Regions from separate parts of the Mus musculus genome. Here region 2 is linked to region 1. Evidence: chromatin contacts called from public HiChIP or PLAC-seq data. All regions are on one chromosome and are shown on one strand. Each heading gives the region's core, a stretch centred on a gene start, on an enhancer-like site or on the middle of the called end of the contact. The rest is flanking DNA. Distances are from core to core; before and after follow the strand shown.

Evidence for each region. HiChIP or PLAC-seq counts read pairs in DNA pulled down with a chosen protein or histone mark.
Region 2: a contact with region 1 is called in an H3K27ac HiChIP or PLAC-seq map of large pre-B cells, with 2.9 times the contacts expected there. The contact joins two enhancer-like sites.

What each region holds. Positions count from the first base shown.
Region 1 is chr5:88,533,253-88,537,591 of GRCm38.p6, reverse strand. No RefSeq gene overlaps it. Among named protein-coding and RNA genes, the nearest start is that of Jchain, 7.5 kb to the right of the region's middle. Within about 2 kb of position 2,466, at least 24 of the 459 cell types and tissues checked have an H3K27ac peak or open chromatin away from gene starts, as enhancers often do.
Region 2 is chr5:89,253,461-89,257,799 of GRCm38.p6, reverse strand. No RefSeq gene overlaps it. Among named protein-coding and RNA genes, the nearest start is that of Gm35855, 30 kb to the right of the region's middle. Within about 2 kb of position 2,394, at least 10 of the 459 cell types and tissues checked have an H3K27ac peak or open chromatin away from gene starts, as enhancers often do.

The DNA.
Region 1 (4,339 bases), core at 1,217-3,716:
ACACAAGCCGATATATCTTCCCCCTTTTCCCTTTCCGATATACATTGAACAATAAAGGTTTTTCTGGTTACTGCGTGTACTGGCTAGTTTTGTGTCAACTTGATACAAGCTGGAGTTCTCACAGAGAAAGGAGCTTCAGTTGAGGAAGTGCCTCCATGAGATCCAGCTGTAAGGCATTTTCTCAATTAGTGATCAAGGGGAAAGGGCCCCTTGTGGGTGGGGCCATCCCTGGGCTGGTAGTCTTGTTTCTATAAGAGAGCAGGCTGAGCAAGCCAGGGGAAGCAAGCCAGTAACTAACATCCCTTCACAGCCTCTGCATCAGCTCCTGCTTCCTGACCTGCTTGAGTTCCAGTTCTGACATCCTTTGGCGATCAATAGCAATGTGGAAAGTATAAGCTGAATAAACCCTTTCCTCCCCATCTTGCTTCTTGGTCATGATGTTTGTGCAGGAATAGAAACCCTGACTAAGACACTGCCTCAAGGATATGCTGATTTGGGAGAAATGTTTTTTCATTTTTAGAAAAGGTGATTAGTGTCTATACATCTTCCAGAGTAATATGGAACAGATTTGATAGAGGAGACCCCCCAGAGAACTAGATTCCAGAGAATCAAACAAAAAAAAAGTTATCTTGATGATACTAAAATTTTGTTTTGAGATTTGTATATTACAGAATATACAGCCTTGGTGAGTTTCATCTTGTGGGTGCAATAGCATAGATGTATGTGTTTGTGGAGGGACAACTCGAGTCTCATCCTCAGGAGTCCACTTCCTTTGAGATGGGTCTCTCATTCATTCAGAGCTCACCAACTAGGACACACTGGCCCGTGAAAACCACGGATCCTCCTTCCTGTGCCTCCCTCCTCAGCATTGAGATTCTGAGCACTGCCATGCCAGCACACCTGACATTTACATGGGTTCTAAACATCAAATTCAGCTCCTTGTGCTTACAGGGCAAGTGCTTTTACTGACTGAGCCAGCCATAGCCCTGCACTTGATATTTTTAAATAACTGATTGGTCATTTTTCATGTATTATTCTTTTTCCTTGTTCTCAAGAAAAATGTATTTAACGTGGTAATGATGGCAAATACAAACACTGATAAAATAATTAGAACAAGGAAAAATGTATCTTCTGACCTATATTCCCTCTCTCACTTTCTTTTCTCTCCTTCCTTTCTTTCTTTCCCTCCCTCCCTCCCTCCCTCCCTCCCTCCCTCCCTTCTTTCCTTCCTTCTTTCTTTCCTTCCTTCCTTCCTTCCTTCCTTCCTTCCTTCCTTCCTTCCTTCCTTCCTTTCTTTCTTTCTTTCTTCCTTTCTTTCTTTCTTCTTTTTTATTTGGTTTTTCGAGACAGGGTTTCTCTGTATAGCCCTGGCTGTCCAGGAACTCACTTTGTAGACCAGGCTGGCCTCGAACTCAGAAATCCACCTGCCTCTGCCTCCCGAGGGCTGGGATTAAAGGCGTGTGCCACCACGCCTGGCTCCTCTCTCACTTTTTTACTCTCTGTAGAGCAGTGGTTCTTTAATATAGCCTAATGCTGCAACCTTTAGTTCCTCATGTTGTGGTGACCCTCAACCATAAAATTATTCTTATTGCTACTTCATAAGTGGAATTTTGCTACTGTTATGAATTGTAATGTAAATATCTTTTATGCAGGATATCTATATGTGACTACTGGACATGACCTACAGGTTGAGAACTGCTGTTCTAGGTCTCACACTAACTGATACTAGCCTGGGATTTACTATGTAGCCCAGGCTGTGTTCAAACTCCTGTCGATGTTCCTGCTTCAGTCTTCTGAGCACCAGAATTATAGAAATGAGTCTTGCTCTTTAATCTAACAAATCTACTGTATATGTATATGCATGTGCTTGTATGGGCTCATATGTGTGTGTGTGTACATGTGTATGCATGTGTGTGTGGTGTATATGTGCATGTGTGTGTGGAATGTGTGCATATACACAAATGTGTGCTTATGTGTGTATGTGCTTATGTGTGTGTTGGTGGTGCACACTCATTGAACTATATCCCCAGCCCTGTGGTGCCCATTTGGTTTCTCTTCATATTCTTTTTTTAAGTGCCATTTGAAACTGCTCTTTAAAAACCCCACTGTGCTTCAAGGAAGCATTCATTTAGTGTAAGAGAGAAATTATATACATATGAAGAAAATGACTTTAAAAAGGTGAAGGAATGTGTTAATTTATATAAGGTAATGTGGGGACACAAGTGGAGTTTATTGCAATCTATTTTAATAGTAAAGGGTGACTTGAATTAAGTTGTGACTTGCTAAGATTAAATTAAAATACTTTATGATTTTTGATAAGGATTGTGTGGTAAACGGTTAAATTTTTGGTAAGGAAATGACAGAATAAAAGAATTGTAAAACAGGAAACAGCAAATAGTATATCACAGGAAAGGAAAGACTCCATATTTGCCTGTAGCAGCAGCCTCCTCCCCAAATAGATGATACATTTCCTTAAAGCACAGCTAGACCAGAGTACTGGGGCTGACGGACCAAAAACGGGGTTTGAAGGATTCTCTTGGGACCATGTTTGTTACCATGTCAACAGAAAAATGACCATGAACTCTAAGCTTATTTTTTTTTTCCCAATGAAGTTTGGAAGTAGACCACTTGTCGATTAGGACCTGTGGGTAATGGTTAGCTTTGGGTTCTGCCAGTCAGCCAACAGGCAGATCCCAATAGCAATTCTATGAAAAGCCACTGCAGGTGCAAGTTTATTTAAAAACAGACCACAGCCCAGGTGCAATTCTCCTTATAAACATTTTAACCACAAGCCTGCCCTAAGAGTCTGTGTGGAAAGGTATTTTGAAAAAAAAATGAAGTTTAGCTTTTTTCTTGTCTTAAATTTTTGATTTTTAGAAACATTTTGTAATAAGGTTTCTCCCTATGTTTTGAGTTCTTTTTAGATTTAAGATTTTGCTGTCTGATACCCAAATAGAAATTTGACAAGTACTGTGATTGGCTAAATACCAATAATGAAATTTCTGTATGCAAAAGCCAAAATATTTAGGGCTAAAATGCTAATTAGAAGAGATTTCTCCATACAGATGTGGAAAAAATGAGTTTATAAGATTTTTGGGACGTTGGGAGGTAAAATGAACTGAAAGTTAGTCCCTGGTTCCTTCCACTTTTGTCTTTAGAATCACTGAGACTGATTCTAAAATTCAAATTAGAGTCTAGTGTGTGCACCATACACCATGATTCCAGTAATTCAGAGTTGGAGGCAAGGAAATCAGGAGTTCAGGGCTAGCCTCATCTCCATTGCATGTTTGAGGCTATCCTGGGTTACATGAAACCCTGTGCCAACAAAGGAGGAAACAAACAAAAATCCAAAATAGATTATATTTTTTATGTATTTCTTTTTGTTTTGTGATTTTCTTTTTTTGAGACAGAATATCATGTGACCTTAGTTACTATGTAGCTGAAAAATGACCTCAAACTTGGTATCTTTGTACCTCTATCTCACAAAGTGTTAGGATTATAGGCATGAGCCACTGTGCCAAGAAAAACATGTAAAATTTAAATAGGAAAAAAATTTCTCTTGGACTAGTGAGATGGCTTAATGTGTAGAGAAACTTATGGCAGAAGCCTAACCTCCAGGTTAGTGGAAGGACAGTACTGACCCCCAAATGTTGTCTTCTAACCTCCACATATGCACTGGGCATACATGGCTGCACTCACACAATTATACACACACACAGTAATAATATTAATAATAGTAAAGAAAATGATTGTTACACATTTCTCTTATAAGGAAGCATATAATGTCATTTACATTTTCCTCCTCACTCTGCTGCATGTAGGGGGTTTTCTTCCTTGTTCCATGACCTGTGCAGACATGTCTTCCCCATCTAATTCCATTCACTTGATGTTTCTTTTATTGCAGTAGTATTTTTTTATTTTGTTCCTGTGATAGGCAGAAAAATGACCCCTTCACAATGCCCATGCCTTGTGCAGGACAGATGATGTAATAGTTAAGAGTACTTGTTCTTGGAATTTGTGACTCTAGCTGTATATGTAGCAGAGGGTGGCCTAGTCGGTCATCAATGGGAGGAGAGGCCCTTGGTCCTGTGAAGGCTCTATGTGCCAGTATAGGGGAATGCCAAGACTATGAGTGGGAGCAGGTAGGCTGGGAAGCAGGGGTTGGGGGGAGGGGATAGGGGATTTTCAGAGGGGAAACTAGGAAATGGGGTAACAGAAATGCAAATAAAGAAAATATCTAATAATAATAACAAAAAAGAGTACTTGCTCTTGCAGGAAAGCCAGGCTCTATTTCCAACAACATCAAGTTATGGTTGCACCATTCATAACTCTGGTACCA
Region 2 (4,339 bases), core at 1,145-3,644, 720 kb before region 1:
CAAAGATGAATGAATCAGAAACCTGTGTTCCTCTATACCACCTGCATTGAATCTCAGCTTTCTTTCCCATTGCCTTACAAATCATGCATTACTGGGCAATTCATTTAATCTCTCCATGTTTTGTGAGGCATAATAATACTATTTCATGATGATGTCATGATAATCAAATGATTAATATGTGGAAAGTGCTCAGAAGAGAGCCTGGCACACACTAAATAGTATATAAGTCTGAGCTGCTATTCCTCATTGATTTGTTATTATTCTGGGATAGGAAGAGGGGCTCAAGGACTGTGAATGCTTGCTTTTCCTTTTTCAAGAGGTTACCTAATGCCTAGACATGTGTACACATGCACACACATGTGCGCTCTCTCTCTCTCTCTCTCTCTCTCTCTCTCTCTCTTTCTCGCGCACACGCGCGCGCGCACACACACACACACACTCCTGCCAATATTACACAGATTTCAGAATCAGAAGGAAAGAAAACTTAGGCACCTACATTATTAAGGATTCCATCTAATGAGATTAGTGGATTTTGATTGTTTTGGAGTCAGCCTTTAGTTTTATCATAATAGCTGTAGGCATATAACAGAAATTCTGTTACATTTGGCTTCTCCAATCTTGTATTTATTCATCCTTGCATTCTCTTTCTCTTCGTGGGCATTGATTGACACAGAAAAACACTGCATTTCCAGAAAGAAACTGCAGATGGTGGTCCCAGAGGCCAATGTCCTAGGTCCAGAAAGATTTTCAAAGAGAGGAAAATGCATTCCAGAGAGAGAGACCTTACCCAACATCAAGATTCTCTGCTCATTGCCTCGCTGCCATACATCTGTGTCCTGTAAACACCATTTATGTCCCTGATGTCCGAAGAGAGGCAGAACTGTTTTCCTCAGCGCTGGCCTGGGATAAATCTGTTTCCTTACACTAATTTCTGTCCCCCAGGTGGCTAGAATCATGAACTGTAGATTCAAGTAAAAGCCGTACAACGTTAGATTCCATGGTAGAAATACATTGTAAAGATGGACCAAACTATACTCAACTGAGGAGTCACCACTTGTGTGGAGTAGGGAGATAGATAAGCAGGACTCTTGCTACTGAGGTTATGCCAGTATTCACAGTTTGTTGACTGTGGTGGTGAAGAAACGCAAGTCAACAATATGGGTAGGGACTTCTCTCTTCAGTATAGATTATCCGTTCTTGAACCAAGTCTTTCCAGGGCTATGTGGTTTGGGATAATTTCTTAGACAATGCTGCTGTAAAATCTACTGGCCTAACTAGTGGTTAGTGTGCCATGTCATTTTCAGTGAACGCACGAGCATTATACAACCTATAGCAAAAAGCTAAGAGCATATTCCTAAATTACTGAAAGAAATGCATCCTAAGGCAATGTCTAGTAGACGTAATGGGCAGAAGTAATGATGTAACATAACGTAAACCAAAATTTACTTCATGCTAGAACATGTTTGCTACAATTACAATCTAAGACCACAATTTCCCTTATCCCCCAAACAATAATGAGACAAGCATGTATGGACAGACATGCTATAGGGCTAGAGGTAGGAGCTTAAACCTTCCCAGTGAGGCCCAGACTGAGGGGACAGTGCACTAATTAATCATTAAATACTCAGCTAACACACCTGGGACCATCGACCATGATACAGATCAACCTTCAACTGGTGACTAGATAATGAGAAGGTGGAGATGCTCAATGGAACTCTCTTTATCAGTAAAGAGAACTGAAGTCATGACATTTACAGGCAAATGGGAAATATTATGCTGAGTGAGGTAACTCAGACCCAGAAAGACAAACGTCATGTGATATCTCGTATTCCTGGACCCTAGCTCTGAATGTGTGAGTTTATAACCCAGAGAAAAACAGAAGCAGGAGAGCAAAAGGGGAAGACAGTGGTGAATGGGGGAAAAAGAGCTCTAGACAAGAGGCTCCCTCTTTGAAAGGGCAGCTGTGAAAAGCAGAGCAGGGAGACTTTAAGTGGGTAGGAGGTAGAGAGGGTAATCTGGAGGGAGAAGGGCAGAGAAGGAGTAGGTAACACTAGCGGTGAGTGAAGAGGCTATAGAGAAACATTTTATGTTTATTAAAAGTGTGTGTGTGTGTGTGTGTGTGTGTGTGTGTGTGTGTGTGTGTGTGTGTGTGGCCTAAGTCAAATTATCCCACACGAGGTGGTGATGACCTCACCAAGTGACAAAGCCTGTCTAACAAAAGCCCATTCCCGTCTAGAGGGTGTCAAAACCTGGCTAAGGATATTTTACAGTTTACAACATGCTGCTCCCACCATGGTCAACTCCCTGACATCTGCTCATCCTTGAGCTGTGCTGAAAAGCAGGTGGGCCTCTTGCTGCAGCAGGAAAGGGCTGTCCTCAAAGCTAAGTACAGTAACAAGGGCAGTTGCAAAGGCACCCAGCTGCAAAGGCACCCTGGCCATCTTCCTTCCTTTCGTCTCTCTTGAGGCTGCACTTTCCCAGAAGTCAGGGAGAGCAGCTCCTTTATGTCTAAGTTCTGCTAAGCACATAGCACAATGCATGTAAGTGCCCGATAGACAAGCACCGGACATGCATGTTTATCTATTTTTTGTGTGCACATGCATGTGGAGGGAAGGGCAGCTGAAGGAGTTGGTTCTCATCTTCCACCACACGGGTTGTGGGGATCAAACCCAGGTCATCAGCCTGGCAGCAAATGCCCTTACATGCTGAGGTATCTTGCTGCCTCCCCTGAATAACTGTTTTAAAATGTGTATGCAGCTTCTTTAGACTTATAGCTCGTTGTATGTCTTACCCTTTGCCACCTTTTTCTATGATATATAAAATTGTAAACTAATTCAAAAGATTCTTAACCATTACATTAAAACGTCACAATAAACTCTTGTCATGTATTGAGATTGCAGTAGTCCAGAAATACCAAGTCAGGACAGAGAAATTCCAGCTCTGTGTAGTCATATCAGTGGGATGTGAAGACCTCTTGAAACACACCTTTTAACTTTCAAAATGGAGATTTCCTTAGCTTGCAAAAGCAAGGCAGTGAACAGATGTACTCTGGAACAACAAAATTTGATCAATATTGGTTAGAGAACAAAGGGACCCAGGCCTGAGTGATCTCCACATTTGGCCACTGCATATCAGTCACTAGTGACAGCAACGACAGCTCTCCTATGGCAGAGAAGAGCCGTACAGATTTCCGTTACGCATGCTTCCACGAAAATAGATTAATTCTTAGTCATCAGAATCTGATTTGGGCTCCAGCATAGCAGGCTAATTTTCAGCCTATGGGAATAAAGTCATGGTAATTTTCCCAATCATTTAATGAAAAAAAGAAACCAGCAAAGATAGAATCAAAACACAGCAATAAAAGGCTACCAAGGTCAAACACCCCATGCCCCTGGAGCCCTGTCACCACCATCTGAGTAGTGGCTATCTTCATAAGGTATAATTTCCCTTGTAAATAGGAGAGGGTGTTCTCAAAGACCATAGATTATTTTTGAGAAAACATGACTAGGACAAGGCTAATGGAACCTCTGTTTTCATTGCAGTTTAGCTGTTTCGGAGGCTACAGTTGCCCATCATGGGAAGCATCAGTCCTGGATTCTACTTACGACCCAAACATAAAGGATGCTCAACAAATGTTCTTAGGAATGAATCTCCACTACAGTGGTTGTGCCGTGGTCATAACTAAAACAGCTCAAACACATGTGTTCATTGACTGCAGAGGTCCCTTTAGGAGAGATTTTTGCTAGTAACTGAGCATAAAATAAAGACTAAAGCATGGCTTGACCCTGGAGATTGGCCAATCCATTGGCGATGCACTGTAATAAGGGTTCTAATAACAAAGGAAGTTCAAGGCACTATGGGAATCCTATGTCTAGAGAAGCCAGGGTGGTTTCTGGAGTCAGTCCCACACGTGCAAGTCTTGAAAGAAGCATATGTGATTATAAACTTGCCCCCAAACATGGAAAAATATAGTCCTGCATTAGAGCTTTACCATAGGGACTTTCCCAATAAGCTTTAAAGTTTTAGATTCACAGGAGAAACTACAAAGGTAAAAGTGAGGGTTCCCATTTCTCCTTCAGCTGAGACCTTACATAACCTGGCACGGATGTCAAAACTAAGAAATTATCATGTACTGTGGAACAACCAAAATGATTTGCATCTTACCACGTCTTAGAGTAGAGCAGTAGATCTCAACCTGTGGTTATGGATCCATTTGGGAGTCAAACAATCCTTTTCCAGGGGTAGCCTAAGACCATGGAAAAGCACAGATATTTACATTATGACTCATAACTGTAGCAAAATTATAGTTATGAAATAGAAATGAAAATGATTCAATGGT